5 separate regions of the Sus scrofa genome follow, and all the other regions are linked to region 2. Evidence: chromatin contacts called from public HiChIP or PLAC-seq data. All regions are on one chromosome and are shown on one strand. Each heading gives the region's core, a stretch centred on a gene start, on an enhancer-like site or on the middle of the called end of the contact. The rest is flanking DNA. Distances are from core to core; before and after follow the strand shown. Region 1 overlaps DAAM1 (disheveled-associated activator of morphogenesis 1). Region 2 has its middle 58 kb from the start of DAAM1. Region 3 overlaps DAAM1 (disheveled-associated activator of morphogenesis 1). Region 4 overlaps LOC102167425 (a long non-coding RNA gene). Region 5 overlaps DAAM1 (disheveled-associated activator of morphogenesis 1).

Region 1 (2,863 bases), core at 347-2,846, 180 kb after region 2:
ATGAAAAGGTATAATAATAATAATGCTGAGATGTCCTTGGGAAATCTTCAGTACTTGGGATTTGGGGGTCAGTAATTGCTAAAAATGCATTGTCAATGTCTAAAATATGCATTCTGATCACGTTGGATGGCTTGGTGATGTCAGTGGGATCTGAGTGAGGGGTATCTGTTGATCCAGCTGAAATGACAGCAGAAAACATGTCATCAGCATTTGAGCCTTAATAGCTTAAACTCTAATCATGTTGTTAAAAAGTGGATGTTGTCCACAGTAGCGCAGTCTTTGCCTCAGTGGGCAAACTCAGAATTTTAAGAGTTAATCTGTTAGGTCCAACTATGAGTTTATTATGTTCAAGCAGATGATAGCTTCCATAATACTTTTCCATACCTCTCCCTTTCCTGCTGTCCCCAGAGTCCTTGTGGAGAATTAGTTTCTTATCTCATAGAGCAAACATTTTAGATTGTCTAATTTTTGCTGCTGCTGCAAAAGTTAAAAACTGACTAGAATATGTGAACCATCACGCTTTTGCTAAACTTTGAGGCCTTGACTTTTAGTAACTTCCTCTTTTCTGACTTTTTCTTTGAAGATGCTTCTTCTGCTGTCACACAGTGAATAATAAACAGCCTGTGAACGTGAACAGGGCTGTATAAATTATAGAAGGAACTGCATAAGCTTTTGCCTCAAGGGTTTCTCGCCTAAAAACACAGCAGAAAAGAACAGAAGATAGCTATCAAATCCTTATACCAGGCATCCTATACATGGCAAGGATGAGAAAAGGGTGATCTCAGCATTTGTGTGAATATGTTAGCAAAACAGGAGGCTTGTAATGACCATCAGGGATTTTCTCTGCATCTGCCTAAGCACTAGTAATGTTGAGCCATTTACATTTCCTGTACGTAAAGGTTATTTTCCGAATTCTTGTTCTTAGCTAGTAGAGAACGAAAGAGCTGTCAGGCAGATAGTCTCGCTTTCAAATTAAGTCAGCTTTGTTTGATGTCTAACAAGAGAAGTTGCCCCTTTGTTAGTGAATTCACTTCCATCAATGGAGAACTACTAAATAACTATGGATTTTTCCTTTCTTCAAATTTTGGGGCACTTAGGTTAACTTGTATGTTAGCGACGAAGCCCAGGCCTTGTCCAGAGTGAGGTCTGGCCTGTGATGTGCCAACATGTGGCACTTCTCTAAGGGCCTCCCTTCTCCTTCGTCCAGTTCCTTGGACAATCTTTTGTTACACTCATGAGTTGTCTGTATTTTAATTATATTTGCTTCCTAATCCAAAGCCCTTTCCAGGAGCCTCTCAAGGCTGTTAAATGGACAGTCACGTTGCTATTCTTTATGGGTTTTAAACCTAACAAAACTTTCTAATGCTCCTATAAGGACAGAGCCAGCATCTTTCCAGGGTTAAGGGTAAAAGACGATGAAATAAAGAGGGCTCCTCCTGCGTACATAAAGGAACAAGGAGGCCTGATAAGACCAGAAACCCAATGCTGAGTCTTCTGTCTTGCTCACCATATTTGTTGCCACTGCCTCCTCCTGTAGTTCTAGTTGGTCTCTCTGATTGAAAGAATCCTGACAGCATGCAGCAGAAATCCTAAGACATGGTCCCTGGGGACTGGAAAGGCATGTGATTCCTCCAGATCCTTTCATGGCCTGGCAGCTACACTCTGGCTCTCTGCTTCAGAAATTGTTGAAGGCCATTTATCCACATTGTCATCATCCATTGTCTTCAGCATCTATAGCAACTGCTGCTGCTGTGTACATCTGTGACAGGCAGTATAACAGGCACTTTACATGCTGTTTTCAGTCCTTACAAGCACCCTGTGCTACAAGTACTATTAATAGATAAGGAGCCTGAGGCTCAGAGGAGGGTCACCTTGCCCAAGGTCATCTCATTAGAAATAGTAGAGCTGGAATCTACATCTGTCCATCTCAGCTCAAAGACTCCTTTCCAGTTTGCCTCTCACTGGCTCAGTTTTTAGAATCCTTTGGCACATAAAAGAGGTCTGGTAATCCCACCCACGGCCCCACCTCCCAGCTTTTCTGAGATGGGGGCAGGCATCTGGAGGGTCTGATAAACAGTCCAGGTTGAGAACCACAGCACTTACTGGTCTGTGAAGCCCTTTGTGGAACAAGTTCAGTTACTTTACAGAAGCCTCTTAACAAAAATGCTTTGTTCTTTAAAGGACCCCCGAGTGATCTGTTGGCTTTAAAAGAGTGAAAAACAGTATAATAAAAGAGTGTGTGTTCCAGAAAGACCTGGGCTTTCTTGCTGTGCGGCTTCTACATGTGCTCTCAGGGAGGGAGAATGTAAGGTGAAGTTCAGCGTGCTTAGCGGGTTGGCTTACTGATTTCACACCAGTGAAATGTTTCAAACAGGAGCTTAGTTCCAGACTCCTAGCCAGGAGTGGTCTCTGTGCCCAATTTGTGCATCGCTCTCAGCCCTGTCTGTTCTAGTGTAAACCTTAGCAGCTTTAACCAGAAGATCCTCTGCCAGGATGCACTTTGTCCTTTGCCCACTTCTCATGTGAGCAGAGATTTAGTAAATGTGTAGAGCACCCAAAAAGGCCGCCACAGGCCTGTCCAGGATATGCCAAGGCGCAGACTGGATGTCTGGCCTAGCCGCCATCTTCAGAAATGTAGGCATATCTCCCCTTTCTAGGAAAAGCTGCAAACTTAGACTTCTTGCTGAATGTAAAGCTTGAAAACTTGAACGTTATATAAATTATTTCATTTTGAAAAGTCACATTAGAATATCAGGTTCATCTGCATAGCCTCAGTTTCCTCACTATAGTAAAAATCTTCGATGCAACTCTAATATTATTACACAAAGAAAAGAGCATACTGTCTTCTGTTTGGGGAGGCAAG
Region 2 (2,815 bases), core at 245-2,744:
TTTATGATGCTTTGAGCTAGAAACGTGAGCTTAGTGGGAAAGCCAGAGAATGGGATTTACTTAACAACCATAACTCTGCCCTATCATAAATGAAAAGAAGAAAGGCCATCATCTTGTTGCTCTGTGATAAATAAAAAGAAAAAGCTACCAGGATTCATCGCATCTTTGTTTTTCCTTTCCAAACCAGAATTCCCTGATACATTATATCTGATTGGTTTCTCTTCTCTATTAAAGATCCTCTGCCATTTTGTTTAGTTTAACTGTGCCATTTTATTATTGGGAATGTGAACATTAAAAAAAATCTTGACAAAATTGAAGAGCTTAATAATTAAATGTGGAGTTCCCTTTATGGCTCAGCAGAAACAAATCTGACTAGCATCCATGAGGACACAGTTTTGATCCCTGGCCTCGCTCAGTGACTTAAGGTTCCAGCGTTGCCGTGAGCTGTGATGTAGGTCACAAATGAGGCTCAGATCCCACATTGCTGTGGCTGAGCATAGGCTAGCAGCTACATCTCTGATTAGACCCCTAGCCTGGGAACCTCCATATACCACAGGAGTGGCCCTAAAAAGACAAAAAAAAAATTAAATTCTTTCAGCCAAATGAAAATAGCTTGGGGTTGGGGGGGCAGGTGCTAGAGATAAAGATAAAATTAGGTCAGAGAGTAGAAGGAAAAACGAAGAGCTTGAGAACCTCAGAAGAGAAACTGGGTCCCTAGTCTGATCAATTCTTTGGTGTTGAATTCGAGCCTCTCAAATGCAGTCTTTATTTTGGAATGTGAGTGTGAGATCCTCTAGGGGATTATTAAAGTCCCGCAGTGGACCCAGCCTTGGGATTAAGCTTCTGCAAACAAATTTGCTTGTATAAAACTGAGTAACTGAGCCCACGTGCTGAGGCTCAAGTTTGGACCATCATGTATTTGTACATCTCTCACATTAAGACAGATTTCCTAAACCAGCATCCACCCAATTCTGCCATCTTCAGAGAAGATGCAACTGATGCTAGGCTCTGTGTCCCGAAAGAAAGCATTAACCCCCTCTTCATACTGAGAATAATCCCTAGAAACACTGTAAACAGACTTAAAATGCCCAGGCTAAATAGGAAATCTGGGACCTACCAGAGGGAACTTGTGGGGCAGCTTATTTCTGTTTCAGAAGGAGATCCCATGAGTCACTCATCACCACTCCCCTGTCTAAAAGAGCCTGGTCAAGTTCTGTTTTTACCAAGCCAAGAGATTTTTGCACCCCATGGCAAATAAAATATAGCAAACAGGACACTGCAATTGTCTTGAGTGGTCTTGTCAGCCAGTTAAGCCCTCAGGAGCCATGGCTTCCTTCCCTCATGACTCTGTCCTGGTTTCAAATCATCACAGCCAGTTTCTGACAGAAGTGAATTGCATTTAGCCCATTCCTGACAGACTGTGGGTTCTTCTGCTGTCTACCTTTGGCTGAGCTTGTTCTTAAAATAGTAACTTCCTGCCTGGGCACCCTCCCTCGGAGCTGATCCACATTGCTGGGAGAGAGCTGGCCAAGAGTGTAAGCAGTTAAAGGAAACTACAGGAGTCATCATGCCCTCTGAAATAGCTCCAAAAGTGAGGCTTGGCTGGGCTGGCCCAATAGGCAGGTTAATTGTCAAGACTGAAACATTTGGATCACTGCAGCTCTCCTTGTTGTGGAGACAGAGTATAGGGACTCTGATAACAGTCAAAGACATTTCTAGAAGTAATCTATAATTGCACACTTGGATCCAGTGCTAACCATTCGTAGGTCATCAGATGCGACACCAACAAGTGTTTTATTGTTTGTTTGTTTTTTAAATAAAGTCATAGGTATTTCTTATTCTGAGTTTATTTAGTGAGTGTGTTCACTTTGTGAAACATCATGAAGCGGTCAGTCCACTTAAAATTTTATGTATTTCCACATACTTCAATAAAATGTTTGCTTAAAAAAAAGAAAAATGCAGTTGGAGTTCCTTGGTGGCTCAGCAGGTTAAGGATCCAGTGTTGTTACTGCTGAGGCTCAGGTTCAATCCTGGCCTGGGAACTTCTGCATGCCACAGGAGCAGCCAAAAAAAAAAAAAAAAAAGAAAAAAAAAAGGCAGGGAATTGCTTTAAATATTAAGTCAGCAAATTATGATCCCTGGTCCAAATCCTGTCACATACAGTTTTTGCAACCTGTGAGCTGTGAATGGTTTGTATATTTTTAAATGGTTGAAAAGGAACAAAAGAAAAAGTAATATACTTTGTGTATGTGAATATTATATGAATTTCAAAATTTGGTATCCATAAATAAGATTTTATTAAAATCACCACATCCATTCCTTTATGTACCGCCTATGGCTGTTTTGGCACTCCAACAATGAAGCTATAATTGGGGAAGAAATAGTATGAACTGCAAAGCCTAAAATGTTTATGTTATCATCCTAATATGTTATATTACATATAAACATTTGTATTTATGTCCAATCTTTTACAGAAAATGCTGACCCTCGTTCTAGATTTAAGGAGACAAAGACAACCAAATATAATCCATTATTCTTGATGGGACTGAGATCGGAAACAAAAGAGCTATAAAGGACATTTTGGGAACAATGTGGAAATTGTAAGTATGTTCTGTGTAATCAAATACTATTTTTATAACCACGGTAAATTCCTGGTGTGTGATAATGGCATGGTGATTGTTTCTGTGCTAGAACATTCTGGCTTTGGGGAGGTACATGGGGCGGCAACTTACTTGCAAATAGCTGGGGGAGAGGTACACAAAGAAGACACAAATGTATCACAAATGTGATAAAACATTAGCAAGCCACAAATCCA
Region 3 (2,841 bases), core at 146-2,645, 150 kb after region 2:
TTGTCTATTTTGGCTCATCCGAGTGCAGATTTTTTTCTTGCAACTAGGAAACGACATGAAGTGGGGATTGAGAATATGCGCTGGAGGAAGGGAAACGGCAGGAAAATGGGAGCAGATTACTGAGGGGAAAGTTTTCTTCTTTCCCAGATTTTATTACACCCTTGACAGCAATTCGAAGTTAATCATGGAAACTACTGCCCCTTAGATCGAAAAGGCGAACCCCTGGGGATAGTAATGACCTTGGGCTCGCAGCTGCTGCTCATTTTTCAATTTCCAGGCCTATCAAATCCCCTAGCAAACTTTGTCTCCTGTGTGCATGGCAGGGTTGGCTTTGTAGGTGGATGGATCTGGATGTGGCCACTGGCCTCAGAACCCCATTTCCTGACGGATGGGTTCTTCCTGTGACCACCTGGCCCCATTGCACTGATCGTTGGGAAAGCAGTTCCCCCGTGAGCTTCATTCCAATAGCGTGGGTTCCTTTTATTACTTAGCAGTGGGGTGGCTGAGTGGGAAAGTCATCTTAACTCTTTGGAGAATCCCACAGGCTTATAGATCTGCCTTACTTTAAAATGGCTTGACTAAGGATTTTCTTGATGTGAGCTTCTCAGACTCTTAATGCTCTACTGTGCCTTTGATCTGAAACTGATTGTTGGGCGCACTGTCATAAAAGAAATAAGAGAATACAAAAACCTAGGCATGAGAAGGACACGAGTTTGCCTCTCTCCAGAGAAGGTGATCCCCTACAGGACAGGTTTCCCTCTCTCAGAACGAAACCCATGGTGGCCGTCCTTAACACCAAGAACAGACTGTTTTCCTTGGACCATCTCTTTTGTGGCCTTTTCAAATCTGGCTTGTCACCAGCAAGACCAACCACATCCATTTCTCAGGCCAAGGGAAAGCTCCACCCCTGTGGCTCCTTCAGACTTTCCATCTTTCAAGATTAGAACCTATGGCATCACCAATGTTCTCACACATAGTGAAGCCGTAGAATAAGGGCCCATGAAGGCCAACAGAAACAGACACATGAGTTGGTGAAAAGCAGGCTTTCTGTGTAAAAGTACACAGCATTGTGGAGGCAAACAGGACTGGGAACTGAAGATGGGGCCAGGCTTTTCTCGGCCAAGTGGCTCTTTTCCATCCACTAGGGCCCTGAGTCCCAGCCGTGGCTCTCTGCTTATCAAGCTCTGTGTTCATTTCTCAAACCGCTCTGAGTCCTTTGGTTGAAAACCCATTTCCAGAGCCAAAGTGAAAACTGCAAAAAATATTTCTAGGGCTAAAAGAACGGGAAAGAAATTAATTGGAATGGTGCCTAATTGAGTAATCTGGGGGAGAGCAAGAGATGGATGTCACGGCCTTTGTTGAAAGTCCACACAACTCTATACAAGTGACTGGGCTGGTTGGTCAGCCATGGGGTTGTTGTGTGTAGCAATCCACCGTCTCGTTTTTTAACTTTTATGAAAGGCCCCAAAAAAGGGTTCTGTTGGTGGGGCTGGGGGTATTTTCAAATAGGAAATGTTTGTGGTTCTTATCTTTAAAGGTAATTCCCTATTTAGTTCCAATCACAACATACTCTTTTGTTTAAGTGAGGTTTTTCCCAGTCTCCAGCCAGAAACTGCATCTGTTAACAATCTTTTGGATTTTAAACTGAAGCTTTTTAAACAATGCACCATCTGACCACGAAAGGCATCTGGCCGTGCCGTATTTGCTTATTGTTAACATGATTTTTAAACCCTGGGAAAAGTAAGGGGGAGAAGCTAAGATGGCATACATGTTGTGTTATGGCAACAGCAATCCTGTCAGTGCAGGCAGAAATCTTCTTTAATCAGACTTCTTCACAGGAGCAGTTGCACTAGTTGTGTCACTTAACCAGTCCTTACAAGGGTCCAGGAAATACTTGTCCCCCCTCCTTGAGCCTAAGAGTTGATAAAGTAAGTGAATAGGGTTAGATGCAGTTGGCTATAGTAATATCAGATATTTGAAGCAGCAAAGATCAGAATTTGATAACTGCCCCTGATTTTTCCTCCTTCCATTTCTGATCCCTAAGTCAAGACTTAAGTAAATGGCTCTGGATTCTCCATATTCCATTTCGATGTCTTTCGAGGTCTACTTTGGAGAAGGCAAGCTTTTACTCTGCTGCTGAGTTTATGTTTGACTCTAGTTTAATTAAAGAATCTTGTCTAACCTGGCTGCAGTTGAGCCGTTAAGCTTTGTGGGATCTGGTGCTTGGTATGTTCCAAAGACATTTAGGAAAACTGGCTGAAAACCCTCCTGATGCTTTTTATTCACTCCCTGTACTGGGTCACATCCCCACACCACTCCACAAGAAGGAATTCTCCTTTCACCACACACACAAAATGAATGGTCCTCAGTATCTTTCAGACCCCGGAGAGTTGAGGCCCTCCTGTGTTTAGAGCATGAGGAGGCAGTGGTTTGATCAGAACACAGAGTGAAAGGAACATATGCTAAAGTAGTAGAAGTGTAGACGAAAGGAACCATTGGTCTTCTCCATAACCGTAAGGCAAACAAGCTGGTAGACGACAAAGGGGATGAGGGTACGTTAATCCTCTGGTTGTTCCAGTCTCCTGATGAAAAGCTGCAGTGGGTAGGCTGGGACCAGAAGCAATGGCTGTGTGTTCGACCTGGAAGGTTTAAGAAGGAAGAGAAGCAGGTCTGCTTCTCTTCCTTCTTAAATGTAGTTGTTTGAATAGGCAGTAGAGTGGGCTTTGGGTTTTCAGGTACCCACTTTGCTAGATGTCAAGATTCGGGAGAGGGAGCCTGTAAAAGTAAGACAACTAAATGTCAGTAACTGTACTGCTAGACTTCTTTAGAAGCACCTGGTTT
Region 4 (3,146 bases), core at 561-3,060, 240 kb after region 2:
TTGAACAGCTACTTGATGCCATTTAGTTCCATAAGCACTGGCTTGGAGAACAACTGGATTTCAAGTTAGGGTTCTTCTATCACTACATTGAGATTTATAGTCTGTGTATTGGCTTATATCTCTATTCCCTCTATTAACAGGAACTCTACTGAAGTCTAAAAATGTTTTGAGTCCATAATTAAGAGATGGCTTAAAATCTATAAAATCTTGGGAGTTCCCGTCATGGCGCAGTGGTTAACGAATCCAACTAGGAACCATGAGGTTGTGGGTTCAGTCCCTGCCCTTGCTCAGTGGGTTAATGATCCAGTGTTGCCGTGAGCTGTGGTGTAGGTTGCAGACGCGGCTTGGATCCCGCGTTGATGTGGCTCTGGCGTAGGCCAGAGGCTACAGCTCCGATTCAACCCCTAGCCTGGGAACCTCCATATGCCGTGGGAGCGGCCCTAGAAATGGCAGAAAGACAAAAAAAAAAAAAAAAAAAATCTATAAAATCTTTATCTTGGAGAAAGCTTGGAACCCCTGGAGGGAAGGAAGTTTATAAGGATTTTCATATTTTCCATAGCAAAGACCAGTCAGTTGCTTTTCATTTGTCTTGTCCAGAAAATATCAGATCTAACCTTTGGCCTCTTTCCTCACATGCTTTTGTCCATAGCAATCAACTGTGTGTTTCCACGGTAACAAACAAACAACATGAACACAGGATTGCACACTAGGGGGTTTTGACAATGGAGATCATTATTTTAATCAAATCTTGATGTGTTTTTGCTTTTCATGGGAAAGAAAGAAAGGTTCCAAAGTATAATTTTCCCATGTCATTTAAATAAAGCATGTGTTTTCTCTGCTTCTTTGCCTGTGGTTTATTTCACTGGGTGGAGGAAGAAAGGCAGTAGCTCTGTACTGATCTTTAGTACCTTCTCCCATTTCATTTACACCCATTATGGTCATGTGAGGACATTTCTGTGGCAAAGTACTCTACAATCCCCTTAATGTTCTCGCCCCCATCTTCCCACCCCCGCCTCTAGTGTTAGAGAAGCAGTCCTGACTAGTGAGATTTCAGGGACACTCTGACGCTCCTGGGGTGGGAGGGGTGCCTGGAGAAAGGAGGTGACTGCAATGCTGAGTGATGACTCGGGAAGACAGGACAGGAAGAGAAGGAGGTATCCCTACCAGTTGCTGGCCAGACACTTCCCTACCAAACCATGCAATGTTGCCCTCTTCCTCTGCACACACACCCCTCAGCTAAACTCCCTTTGATAACTTATGGGGCCCTCTGACTGCCCCAGTCTATTCACATCTGGGTGTATCACCAAAAACACTTTGAGACTTCAGCCCAGTCTCTAAAAGCTCAGGGTTAACTCTTAGACCAATAGGACCTTATTTCTCAGCTCTTCACTTCAGAAGCTGGGGCAGGGTTGGGGGGTGTGGTGCAGAAATAAAAGGAAGGGCTGGTCACTAGTGAGCTAGTCATGCTTATTAGTCTACCCAGCTCATAAACTTTAGGATTTGCAGATTAAGATAGTTTCTGCAAGGTGATTGTCATCAGGCTCCCGGGAAGAGCCTGCCCCTCCCCTCTCTCCCTTTCTTCCTTCCCCCAAACCAGTTTTGTTAGTTACTCCTCCATCATAAAGGCCACATTATTTGGAATTCTCTTTAAAAGCCTATTACAGAAAACAGTCTTCTCCTACTGCCTTGAATGTGAGTGATTCGACCCTGAAATGTAGCAGCTGTTGAGTGACCTGACATTTTTATGGCTGGTGAGTTCATACAAGAGCTTGGCCTTCCAAGTCTGCTGGAGGAACAACTAGGACGGGTCATGCTGGCCCTCTGTCACTGAGTTGCTGACAAAGGATTAAGGCAGTGGGGAAGGGCACCTCACCACATGCTCTGGAGAAAGGATGGTTTGAGGGCAAGTGGCATGGACTTTCCTTCACTAGCATTTGGTGCAGGTGACCATGATCACTCCTGGAATGACCCGCAGTTAAAATTAAAACATTAAAGTACTCCCCACAGAAGACTGCTCACAAGTGTCCTTGCCCCAGTTTCTAAGTGACACACTAGAACCTGATCAGTCAGAGTTCCAGAATTGGCTGTGGCCAGCCTACATGAGCTGGCACTGCCGAGAGCTTCCTCAATGCCTTCACTTCTCTTTTTGGGAAAAGCAGAGCAGCTCTAAAATTTCTCATCACGGGATGCCATGGTCCTGCCTCTGAGGTCCTGGTCCCTGGGTGCTAGGACCTCACTTCAGCCAACTTACTAACTAGAATTAAAGTCTGCCCTGATTCCACTATTGAACAGTTGTGCAACTGCTTAGAGAAGAAATGTAAAGGGGTTCATTCCAGGGTTTTCCCTTTTTTACCAAGCAACTACAATAACACAGATTTTCAGAATCCTATCAAGGATGTACCAAAACCACATGTGTTCATTTAGTCATAAAATCTATGTATTCCATTGGCATGGATTTTCTCTGTACAAGTTATGGCAAGGCAGAAAGAGGTTGGAAAAGGAGGAAGGAAAAAAAAAATCAAACCCACTGGATGGGCCCACTGCTCTCTTCACAGGAGTGGCCACAGCTGGAGTGCTGTGTTCTCCCAGACAATGCATTTTAAATGCCATGAAAATGCATCCCATAAGGCAGTTTAAAAACTGGCTCAGAAGAATCCACTGACAAACTTTTGGCTCACAAAACAAATTATGAAGGAGGTATGACAGTTGGCCTCGAATATGTGCAGAGAGAAAATTTATAATATATTTCACCAGAAGGTAGGGCTGCAAACAATGGGTCAAAGTCACCAAAACACTGATTCCACTTTTTCAAACCTGTAGAGAACCTCCAAACTCCTTTAACTAACAGCAGTTGGACAGAATGTCTCATTACAAATGAAATCTACCCATTCTTAGAGGCACTAACATCTCAGACTGAATGACCATCCATCCCATCAGAGATACCATCAGAAGTCCAGAACTAGGAACACATGGAAATTTGGGGAGTATGGCAGACAGGAAAAGGCACAGAAGCTCTAAGAATTTACTCCATACCTTCCCTTTGCATCTCTTCCATTGGGCTGTTCTGAGATATATCTTTCATAATGAGCCAGCAATCTATCTTCCCACAGGATTGGAGACAAGATGGTAGAGTAGAAGGACTCGAG
Region 5 (3,114 bases), core at 66-2,565, 210 kb after region 2:
GGATCTGCCCAAGGACATGTTGGAACAGGTGAGCTGCCAGGCAACTCTCAGAGCACAGGTGACCCCAGACTCTCTGGAGGGGTATCCTGGGGAGACTTGGTTGTTGCCAGTAGACCATATCCTTGCCTCAGAATCAAGGAGGTTGAACCAAGGTTCCATGTGGCTCTGTTAGAAGACATTATGACTTGAGTCTCCTGTTTCTCAAAATGATGGGTGAGAAGGATGGTCCCGAGTTTATCAAATGCCTAGGACCCTCGGCGCCAGAATCTGTCTCTCCTGCTGCTGTCACACTTGTTATTCCTTAGCAGGTCTTATAATCTACTAGCTTTGAAGGAAAGCATCTATTTCACAGGATATCGAGACTCTCAGCCCTGTGAGATCACAGAGTGCATTGCATATACTGATTCAGTGCTTAAGCCATGACACAAGTATGTCTTGGTCTTGGCTCACCATTCTCACAACCACAAAAGCCACTGTGAAACCCTTAGCACTGTCATCTTCATCAAAACACTCTCAGGTGTCATAAGGTGGGGGGTAAACTGCTTGGGGCTGGTCTTATCTCTGTGAGTTGTATGAGAAGTGGCAGTCAATTCAAATGCCTTGCCTAGCAAGTATGGGATAGATTTATATGCAATTGGTATACATCCTTGTGCTTGGTATTTGAAGATAATTTGTATTTTTCATGGCCAGGCACCAACCAGTCAGATGTAGTGACCCAGCCTCTTGTCATTTCCATGATACACCCCATGCAGCCCCTCCCACTGTGTCCCGTGTTGTTCAGCAGCTTGGCTGAGTTCTCTCCCGAATGATACTGTTGGTGTTGCACCAGCAGGTAGCCCAGGAGTGTTAGTGATCTCTCACTCTGGGCCTAAGCTTTTCTGTGCTTTGTGGGGACAGTCTCCTAAGTCAGCTTTTCTGTGCTTTGTGGGGACAGTCTCCTAAGTCAATTCTGTCTGCTCAGAAGGCCTCAGTTGCAAGGCAATGGGGCGGGAGGGGATGACTTGTGCAGTGTCACCATAACTCAATGGACCCGCCCCTCCCTGACACCTCTGCCTCCACAGTCATCCTGGGTAAGAACCCTCACACTCAGCCCAGGAAAAACTCTTCCTGTGTCCTTGTATATGGTTTGATTTAGTTCCCAAAATAGGTAATGACTATGTCTCCAAGTCTGTTAGGATGCTCTGTGTATAAATAGCTTAAAAGTATTGCTAAACCTAAAATTCCTTTTTTTGAGCATTTTGCAGCTCCTCTGGCACTCCCCACTCCAGAATACCAGTCAAAACATTGTCTCCGCCCCCAGAGAGTGCAGGCCCTCTGCCCCTCCCCAGCTCCCAGGCAACCCTGCGCTCCACAAGCCTTCACAGGAGCTGCTTCCTCCAGAGTGAGGAACCGGGCAGAAAGCTGCTTTAGTCCCTAGCTTTTCAGCCTCTATCGACAAGGTCGTACGTTTAAAATTCCACATGATCTGTTTACTGTGAGATTGCATCCAGCAAAGTTTCTCCTTGAGGGGAAGGATTTCAAAATCTTGCCAAAAGGGCTTGTAGTACAAATAGAACATACTTCAAATAAATACAAGTAAGAAGATCAGTCTACTGAAGTAGTATCTGGCCAAGTGGGATACTTTTGACCTGGGCTCTCTGGATAGTTCTGCGTGTCTCAGTCTGCTGTCTCCCAAGCTCTTTTTTTTTTTCTTCCTTTTTCTACCCTCCTTCCCCTTTCTTTACTCCGCATTATGATCTGCATTTGAGCCACTTTCATCCCTTCCTCTCCAGCTGCTTTTAGCTGCTGAGTTCAGATCTCAGATGGGATCCATACACTCCTCTTTTTTTTTTTTTAAATGGCCTCACCCATGGCATATGGAAGTTCCTGGGCCGGAGATCAAACCTGAACCACTGCAGTTGGATTCTTAACCCACTGCACTACAGCGGGAACTCCCACACACTCTTCTTGGAAAGCATACCTTTCTCCTCATCCCCAGTGTTCCCCTGACTCTTCATTCCTCTCAAAGCTGCCTATACACCGTCTGTACTACTTGTTCTCGACTCTGCCTTGAGGAGGCCTGGGCCTTGCCCCCGTACTCTTGTAACGAGAAAGAGTTGGTGACTTGTTATCCCGAACAGGGGCCTGTGGGCTCCGGGGGGCAGCTCTGGGGGGTCCCATGAAACTAGAACTGAATTTCCTTGTCCAGGAAAGAAAGGATTGTTCCCAAGAAGGAAACAATCCAAATGGGAAAACAAGCTTTGTCCTCTCTTCCTCCTCCCTTGTCTCGCCTCCTGCTCTGAGGAAGAGTACGATGCTGCCTGTCCCGTCCAGTGTTTCCATCTGACGGGGCTTCGGCTCCGACCCTTCCTTTCTTTCTCCTTGGGGACCCCACCCAGTCAGAGGATCCTACCCCTCTCCCCTCAGTCTCCCACCTCGCCCTCTCTGTATGTCACATGTTCAAGTCCCAGCCCTTCATACATACACACTTCTTAAGGCTACACATCCCTCTCTGCCACTTTTTTTTTTTTTTTTTTTTTTGGTCTTTTTAGGGCAGTACATGCAGCATATGGAGGTTCCCAGGATAGGGGTCTAATGGAGCTGTAGCCGCTGGCCTATGCCTCAGCCACAGCAACACCGATCTGAGCCTTGTCTGTGACCTTCTCCATAGCTCATGGCAACACTGGATTTTAACCCCACCGAGCGAGGCCAGGGATCGAATCTGAGTCCTCATGGATACTAGTCGGGTTCGTTTCCACTGAGCCACAACAGGAACTCCCATTTTCTCCTTTTTGACACAGCAAGTTCTTGAAAAGCTTGTCTGCACTCACCCATTTGCTTTTCCTCACCTTGCTCTAGTCCTTCTTCTTCAAAGCTCTTCTCACTAAGGACACTCACTTTCCTGTTGACAGAGCCAGGGGACACTCTGCAGTCCCTTATCTTCCTCGACTTCTTGGTGGTGCATGACATCAATGCTCACTGGCCCCGTGATGAACCACCTTCTTCTCTTGGTGCTGTAACTCCATGTAGGCCCCTCCATTGCCTCCTGTGAAGGGTCCCCCTCTTGCTTGTCCTTGGCCCGTCAGTGCTGGCTTATCTCCAGCCCTGCCTTTTTTATCTTGATATTCCCCTGGC

The links. HiChIP or PLAC-seq counts read pairs in DNA pulled down with a chosen protein or histone mark.
Region 1: a contact with region 2 is called in an H3K27ac HiChIP or PLAC-seq map of skeletal muscle. The contact joins two enhancer-like sites. A contact is called at or near these places in 1 of 47 Hi-C or Micro-C datasets (skeletal muscle) and 2 of 2 datasets of contacts at active chromatin or transcription factors (alveolar macrophages and skeletal muscle).
Region 3: a contact with region 2 is called in an H3K27ac HiChIP or PLAC-seq map of skeletal muscle. The contact joins two enhancer-like sites. A contact is called at or near these places in 3 of 47 Hi-C or Micro-C datasets (fetal heart ventricle, heart right ventricle and skeletal muscle) and 1 of 2 datasets of contacts at active chromatin or transcription factors (skeletal muscle).
Region 4: a contact with region 2 is called in an H3K27ac HiChIP or PLAC-seq map of skeletal muscle. The contact joins two enhancer-like sites. A contact is called at or near these places in 2 of 2 datasets of contacts at active chromatin or transcription factors (alveolar macrophages and skeletal muscle).
Region 5: an H3K27ac HiChIP or PLAC-seq map of skeletal muscle shows a contact between it and region 2, with 2.8 times the contacts expected there. The contact joins two enhancer-like sites. A contact is called at or near these places in 4 of 47 Hi-C or Micro-C datasets (embryonic fibroblasts, fibroblasts, heart right ventricle and 1 more) and 2 of 2 datasets of contacts at active chromatin or transcription factors (alveolar macrophages and skeletal muscle).

What each region holds. Positions count from the first base shown.
Region 1 is chr1:188,456,580-188,459,442 of Sscrofa11.1, forward strand. All of the region lies in intron 4 of DAAM1 (disheveled-associated activator of morphogenesis 1), which reads left to right. Among named protein-coding and RNA genes, the nearest start is that of DAAM1, 120 kb to the left of the region's middle. Within about 2 kb of position 1,597, at least 15 of the 83 cell types and tissues checked have an H3K27ac peak or open chromatin away from gene starts, as enhancers often do. A contact at or near this core is called in skeletal muscle, where this site is marked.
Region 2 is chr1:188,276,182-188,278,996 of Sscrofa11.1, forward strand. No RefSeq gene overlaps it. Among named protein-coding and RNA genes, the nearest start is that of DAAM1, 58 kb to the right of the region's middle. Within about 2 kb of position 1,495, at least 8 of the 83 cell types and tissues checked have an H3K27ac peak or open chromatin away from gene starts, as enhancers often do. A contact at or near this core is called in skeletal muscle, where this site is marked.
Region 3 is chr1:188,430,531-188,433,371 of Sscrofa11.1, forward strand. The region is part of intron 3 of DAAM1 (disheveled-associated activator of morphogenesis 1); the gene reads left to right. Among named protein-coding and RNA genes, the nearest start is that of DAAM1, 97 kb to the left of the region's middle. Within about 2 kb of position 1,396, at least 14 of the 83 cell types and tissues checked have an H3K27ac peak or open chromatin away from gene starts, as enhancers often do. A contact at or near this core is called in skeletal muscle, where this site is marked.
Region 4 is chr1:188,512,156-188,515,301 of Sscrofa11.1, forward strand. All of the region lies in intron 2 of LOC102167425 (a long non-coding RNA gene), which reads right to left. Among named protein-coding and RNA genes, the nearest start is that of GPR135, 69 kb to the right of the region's middle. Within about 2 kb of position 1,811, at least 16 of the 83 cell types and tissues checked have an H3K27ac peak or open chromatin away from gene starts, as enhancers often do. A contact at or near this core is called in skeletal muscle, where this site is marked.
Region 5 is chr1:188,486,771-188,489,884 of Sscrofa11.1, forward strand. It overlaps DAAM1 (disheveled-associated activator of morphogenesis 1), which reads left to right. Exons shown (of 25, transcript XM_021102694.1): 17 at 1-28. It overlaps LOC102167425 (a long non-coding RNA gene), which reads right to left. Exons shown (of 3, transcript XR_002347112.1): 3 at 35-3,114. Among named protein-coding and RNA genes, the nearest start is that of GPR135, 94 kb to the right of the region's middle. Within about 2 kb of position 1,316, at least 27 of the 83 cell types and tissues checked have an H3K27ac peak or open chromatin away from gene starts, as enhancers often do. A contact at or near this core is called in skeletal muscle, where this site is marked.